2 separate regions of the Mus musculus genome follow, and region 2 is linked to region 1. Evidence: chromatin contacts called from public HiChIP or PLAC-seq data. All regions are on one chromosome and are shown on one strand. The core of a region is the stretch at or near the end of the contact, and the rest is flanking DNA. Distances in the headings are between cores, read along the strand shown. Region 1 holds the start of Cbr3 (carbonyl reductase 3). Region 2 overlaps Gm30881 (a long non-coding RNA gene).

Region 1 (3,425 bases), core at 551-3,050:
GTGGGCCCAAGATGCTACCTCAGGACATTCTTAGCTCTCGGATTGCTGGAAGCCAGTGTCCCACCGCGTCAGTAGCATCTAAGAGGCTTTTATTTATTATCACGAGATGTTGGCTCAGATTTGACAAGGAGAAGTTGTTCCAGAAGCTAAACCTAGTCCAAGATACTTAACCTCTGAACCTGCAGAATCCCAGTCTCCCCACAGCAGCCTGTCCTTCAGTCTCTTCAGGCACAGAACTCCTTCCAGGAGTCTTGTAGACAGCCAGGCACAACTTCTTCTCAGGAATTCTCATTCACAAGGATATGCTAGGCAAGTGCTCCATCACCGAACTACACTCTGAACTCCCCACTGGTCTTTAGGAGAGAAAGCAGAAAAAGTTGTCCCGGACTCTGTAAATGTTACTCCCATTGCTGCCTTGATCACATAACCAAAGAAAAAGCGATTTAAGAGCGGGTTTATCCTGGCTCACAGTTCGAGAGTCCAACACTGTGGGGTCCTAACCACATGAGCATAAGACAGATGGTCAAACTGTGTGTGGGGGTTGGGAGGAAGGGGGCGGGGTTCCCGTGTATGCAGAGGTCAGAGGTTGACAAATGTCTTCTGCTATTCATCTCTTCCTGATTCTTTGAGGCAGGGTCTCTCACTTGAACCAGACCTTGCAGACTTGGCTAATCAGCTCGCCTCCGGAAATCCTGCTTCTGGGGTCACACAGCAGCCACACTGCCCCACGTTGTGTGGAGCGGGGATTTGAACTCTAGTCCTCATAACCTTCACCCACGGAGCCAGCTCCACAGCCTTGGCCCAGCTCACTTTCTCCGTTTCATTCAGTCCAGCATCCCAGTCCCTGGAACGGTACTGAGCTTAGGGTGGGCCTCCTACCCCAGTCAGCCTAACTGAGAAACTCCCTCAGAGACAGGCTGAGAGAGAGGTCTGTCTCCTAGATCCTCTCAAGTTAACATCACAGGCAGGCTAGGCCCCCACAGAGCTCACCTTCCTCACCTCATTTGAAACAGAAGGTGGAGTCCGTAATAAGAGGCTAAGGCAGTTTGGCCGGATCAGCTCGGGAAACGCTGAATCACTGTGAGTGAGGACTTAATTGTCCTTCAACCTCACAATCCCTAGCCAAGTAGGATCAGCACAGACTCGATTCCACCCAAGAAGGGAGGAGGTCTGATTGCGTGCCCACACTTAGACACGCCTGGAATTTTGTTCGTAGGTTCAGCATCTCCTTGGGAGATGACTCGCATAGACTGAGACCAATGCAGATCTATCTGCATACCCAGTACACTTGGAATAAACCAAAGACCGGCACTGAGGACTCCCGTACTACTCAAAACAGTTCGATAAACATGAGCCTTCTCTCCCACGTGGGGGCGCACCGAGACCTCCAGCCGCGAGGGCTCGCCCACACCTGTTCAGTCTACTCCCAGGCACTGTTCCCTGAAGTCCCTGAGCAAACCGCGGGGTGTGTTAAGTAATCTCAGAGCGAGTTCCGCAGAAGCAAACATTTGCATTCTGCAGAGAACGACGGGTTCTCGCCCAAGAAAATTACGGAGCATTTGTTTTCCTCCTTTTGAAGTTTCCCCAAAATAGTTGTTTCAATCCGACTGCCACGAGTCCTGCTGACCCCTTCCTTTGGGAGCAGCGCTTGTCCCTGACCACTGCTTAGCTCGGAACCAGGATCTCTACACTGGCCGGCGGGCGGGCGGGCAGGCGAGCGGGAGGAGGCGGACCCTTCGGGAACAGACGGCTCCTCCTCAGAGGGGAGGGACAGGCTTCTCAAGGCCTTGCTCTCTAGCAGTCGCAGCGCCGGGTCCCAGAATCTAGTCCTACGCCACGGTTTTGACCACGCGTGACCCGCTGCCCAGCCGGCCCGGCCATCAGGTGGTCCGTGTGTCCCTCTGACATGTCGTCCTGCAGCCGCGTGGCCCTGGTAACTGGGGCTAACAAAGGCATCGGCTTTGCGATCACGCGTGACCTGTGTCGGAAATTCTCCGGGGACGTGGTGCTCACGGCGCGGGACGAGGCGCGGGGCCGCGCGGCGGTGCAGCAGCTGCAGGCGGAGGGCCTGAGCCCACGCTTCCACCAGCTGGACATCGACGACCCGCAGAGCATCCGTGCGCTGCGCGACTTTCTGCGCAAGGAGTACGGGGGACTTAACGTGCTGGTCAACAACGCGGGCATCGCCTTTAGAAGTAGGTGTGGGGCTCCAGGAGGAGGTGTCCCGGGGTTTTCCGAGGGTGCTGGGCAGTGAGCCTCTGGGATCCGGAGGCTGCGCCATCCCGCCTGGGTGCACCCGGCTCGCGCTCTGCGTGGCGAGTTCCCCCGTGCGGTGACTCGGGTGCGGGCCCGCCCAGGCACCCCACTCCATGCCCGACCCGGCCGGCGGCCTGTGCGGGCCTGTGCTCCGCCGGAGGCCCTCCTTGGAACTTTCAGCTGCGCCTGTTTGGAAGAAAACCGGTCTCTTGGGAGGGGACCACGCCTTGTCAAGCTCATCAGCTTTCTGTCCCACGCACGAAGGCTTTTCTCAGAGAAGGGTCTTCCAAAAAAATAGGGTTGGAGCTTTCGCTTCGCGTGAAACAAGGGCGAATTCATAGATGCCAGTAGATATCTGCTGAGGACAGGAAATGGGTCGCCCGGACACAATTAGCGCCCTGGCACGATAGTGGGTTTCCTACCCGCTTTAATGGAGCGTTTTGAGAGGCTCTGGCAAAAAGGAAGCGAGCTCTGCTTCCCTCCTCCTCGGGGAACTAGGTTTGTTATTAAACTTGCAAGTGCGGTTTGGAAATCATCTTCCTTTAGGGGAAAAAAAACCCAAAAAAACAAAACAAGATCGCTTACTCTAACAAATGTCCAATTAGCAAAATTATCCAGTTGCCATGTGCTGGAACTGAAACAAACATTCCAGCTTCACTGAAAATGCTGAGAGAGCCGGAGACTAACGAGGGAGGGAGACTATTGTGCAGCCGAAAACTCTCCAGTTGGCCCTGGACACCCATAGGCGCCTTGCGTGAGAGCCAAGACACCCTTGTACCCGCACTTCCAAACTCTGGCATGTGGGCTTTGGGGAAGGGGAGGGGCGAGCTCACCACCTCAGCCACTCTCAGCGTTGTCGGATGGAAGGTTTGGTGAATTATGGCCCTGGAGGTTCATACTTAAATGTGGGCCATGTGTATGCAAATCTGAGCAGCAGCTGCCCCACCACACAAGCTGAGGTCTTACACCAGCCTCACCAGAGCATCTTTTCCCAACCTCCAGGAACCCTATTCAAGCTTGAGACAGGAAGATCAAAACTGAGTGTTCTTGAGACGCGACATGAGCGTGGCTGATGAGAAACTTGAGGTGTGGACCAGAAAGTTCTTTCCTTATGCTCTTAAGACCTTTAGAATGATCAAGTTCTAGTTTAAAGGTGTGTGTGTGTGTAC
Region 2 (3,425 bases), core at 325-2,824, 130 kb after region 1:
TAAAATAAATAATTCCAAAAAAAAAAAAAATCTAGCTGTAGGGTATTTTCTCAATTAGCAATTGATGGAGGAGGGCCCAGCAAAAAAGCAGAGCCGAGCAATCCATGAGGAGCAAGCCAGTGAGCAGCACCCTCCGTGTCCTCTGACTCCGTCAGCCCGGTCCCCGTCAGCCCCCAGCCCTCGTCAGCCTCCGCCCCAGGCAGTCAGCTCCTGCCCAGTTTGAATTCTGGTCCTTGACTTGCTTTGATGATGAGCAGTGATATGGAATCGTGAGCCAGATAAACACTTTCTTTCTCAACTTGCTTTTTGGTCATGACATTTCATCCTAACAATAGAAATCCTAAGTAAGACAAGCACCTTTTCTCTTCTTGATATCATATGCTATGCAATGGGGTGCAGTAAAGAAACTGCCAACATGACTGCTCCATTAGGGGAAAGGTGTGTTTTGTTTTGTGGGTTTTTTTTTGGGGGGGGGGGGGACAATCCAGAGGCATTTGGAAGTGTCTAGAGGAGAGAAAGGTGTGAGGGGCGGGGAGTGGGGAGGGGGCTGTAAGACCTCAGGGAGGACCAAGCATAGGGCTGTAAAGACAAGGGAGTGCACAGCTTGGGGAGGGCCTCTTGGGGGCGGGGGGGGGGGGGGATGGAAAGCCCATTTCACAAGTTCCAGAGAAATGCTGGCTGGCTTTTTTCTAACCACCACAAACCCTATAGTCTAGTTTGAGCTGATTTCTAAACAAATGGAGGACCTGTGACCTAACAGGTATCTAAAAGAGCTTTACCGATTTCTGCAAACACATACTACTTAATCTATATTTATTACCGGTTCCTCCTACATAAACTTATCCAAGGGGAAATTTTTTTAAAAGGCATCACAAAGAAGATGTGCATGCAGATGTTCCCTGCGGCAAAGGCCTGAAGGGTGGCGTGAGGGCTCGGGCTAACTGAGCTTGATTGGCTTTCACAGCATGCTCTGTCCTGGCAGACGTCCATACCTCAGCTTCTAGGTTTTGTTTTGTCTGTTTTGTTTTGTTTTTGGTACGGAGTCATCTATCTTCCTGCCTCCACCTTTTACATGTGATGATCACAGCTGTGTGCGATGATTCTCATGACCACTCTGTATAGGAAGGAGCTCAAACCCAGGGCTAAGCCAGCCCTCTGCCAACCCAGCCACATCTCCAGGCTCTCGGTGCCTCGGGTTGATATTTTCTTTCTTCCTAATGAACGAGTTTCAATACCCACATTGAAGCCAGTTCAATTCCTCCCAGAAGTGGTGAAATTGACCCAAAGAACCACTACACTGAGACAAGCAGTGTTTTGGCAGGGGCGGTGCTGGCCGAGGGTAACAGGCACAAATAGCAACACTCTTGGTATTCTTCTAACAGGCCAGCGTTTAGGAGACAAAGACCTTCAAGGGTGTTGGTGTGAGTGAAGGCTGTGTGTGCAGGCATGAAGAGATCCCTCCTACCGGGCCCGCCTCACTTGCAAGGTTTCGATTCTTACTGTCCTGTTAGCATTTCTAAGGCAGCAGAGCCAAGGCTCAGAGCAGAGCCAGGAACTGAAACCAAACTCTCTCAGACTTTAGAACTCTGCACTCTCAACCTCAGCTCCGAGAAAGCGGAACAGGAAAGAGGCATCCGCTACAGCTACAGCGAAAGCTGGTTTGTTCTGGTTTCTTGGGCCACACCACCCATCTCTGACTTCCTGGAAACCCGCCAAAGCTGGGGCCACAGCATAGAGGAGGAGGAAGGCACAGAAGGAAATGAAGTAGAATGGGGCCAATCCACTGAACCTGGGAGCCAGTTGCCTTCCTTGATGAGTGTCAAGGAATACCACTCAATGCCACTGGTAAAAAGCCACATATCTGCAGAGATAATATATGTTCCTAAAGACAGCTCACACATAGCAAAAACAAACGCTTGAGATGCCTTCTTAACATATCAAAGTGAACTTGGCTCCCAGGTTCTCCCAGAATCCTTTGGTCTGCATGCCCTCCCCCCTCCCCTAAACTTCTCTAGTCCAGCTGACTGGGCTGCTGCTCATCCCTAGAGAATCCAACCATCTTGGTTACTGCTCCTCTTTTGGACATCCTGGATATTACAGCCGGCTCCCTTCTCTCTCCTCTCCCTTCCTGAGTCCTCCCTCCTCTCACATGGCTCAGAATCAGGTGTCCACTCTAGGCTCTTCCGGAAGTCCCTGCCTCTGATTATGCCGTCCCTTTTATCTGTAATAAACCTTCTCCTGCCGGGCGTTGTGGAGCAGACTTTTAATCCCAGCCCTCGGAAGGCAGAGACAAGCAGATCTCTGAAAGTTTGAGAACAGCCTGGTCTACAGAGTGAGTTCTAAGACAGCCAGGGCTACACAGAGAAACCCTACCTCAGTGATAATAATAATGGATGATGATGATGATGATAAACCTCCTCCTCTACCATACATAGGAGCAATCACATTCTTTCCATTCTCGTTTCTTCTTACATCCATACTGTGCTCACTTGGGGTCAGAAGATTTGTAACCCTGAGTTTCAACCTGTTGATACTGTGTCTAAAACCTAGCTACACACTTCCAGGAGCCATGGGAACAGTTCCGTTCACAAAAGGAAAGTCAGAAGGAAATCAAGTCAACAAGCACAAAGCTTTTTCTTAAGGTTTAAGCTTTGTTTAACCTTTTTCAGATGGGTAGTAAATTATGCTCTTTAAACAATGTAACTGGCCGGGGCGTGGTGGCACATGCTTTTAATTCCAGCACTTGGGAGGCAGAGGCAGAGGCAGGTGGATTTCTGAGTTCGAGGCCAGCCTGGTCTACAAAGTGAGTTCCAGGACAGCCAGGGCTATACAGAGAAACCCTGTCTTGGCAGGGGGGGGGGGGCGGGGGGGGCACGATGACGGGGGACGACAAGGGTGGGGGGGACAATGTAACTGAGAGAGCCACAGGGTCCACAGATGCGACTCTCCCTTGAGAAGCCCATCCACCACAGTTGTATTAGACTTTCCCAGAGTGCCTCTCTTTGTATTAACCCCCGTGCTTAATCTGTGTCATAAACTGCAACTCTGCTTCATATTGCTTGTCCTAACGTTCTTCTCTACAGTGAGGGAAAAAAAAAAAAACAAAAAAACAAAAAAACAAAAAAAATCTGTAATAGGACCCAATGCCCTCTTCTAGTGTTTCTGAAGACAGCTACAGTGTACTCATACAAATAAAATAAATACATCTTAAAAAAATAAAAAGGAGTGTGTATGTTCTCTGGTGGACTTACCTCCAACATTCTGGAGGTAGCAGCAAGATTCCAGACATTGACACACCAGGACACCAGGGGGCCTTAGATGTCCTGAGAAATATTGTTCCTATGGGGTATATACCATGAGACATTCTTGAGTCCCAGGAACTTCTCTGCTCCTATAGATCCATAGGCTCCCAACGTTTCTGCCCT

The links. HiChIP or PLAC-seq counts read pairs in DNA pulled down with a chosen protein or histone mark.
Region 2: an H3K27ac HiChIP or PLAC-seq map of embryonic stem cells shows a contact between it and region 1, with 10 read pairs. The contact joins the enhancer-like site here to the promoter of Cbr3 in region 1. A contact is called at or near these places in 2 of 39 promoter capture datasets (embryonic stem cells and frontonasal cranial neural crest), 3 of 484 Hi-C or Micro-C datasets (bone marrow-derived macrophages and embryonic stem cells), 15 of 115 datasets of contacts at active chromatin or transcription factors (the HPC-7 cell line, the SCID.adh cell line, effector CD8 T cells and 6 more) and 4 of 9 other capture datasets (adipose tissue, embryonic tail, liver and 1 more).

The regions. Positions count from the first base shown.
Region 1 is chr16:93,681,419-93,684,843 of GRCm38.p6, forward strand. It overlaps Cbr3 (carbonyl reductase 3), which reads left to right and starts at 1,801. Exons shown (of 3, transcript NM_173047.3): 1 at 1,801-2,195. The coding sequence starts at 1,907.
Region 2 is chr16:93,814,972-93,818,396 of GRCm38.p6, forward strand. The region is part of intron 1 of Gm30881 (a long non-coding RNA gene); the gene reads right to left. Among named protein-coding and RNA genes, the nearest start is that of Morc3, 15 kb to the right of the region's middle. Within about 2 kb of position 1,575, at least 237 of the 459 cell types and tissues checked have an H3K27ac peak or open chromatin away from gene starts, as enhancers often do. A contact at or near this core is called in the HPC-7 cell line, the SCID.adh cell line, adipose tissue and 6 more, where this site is marked.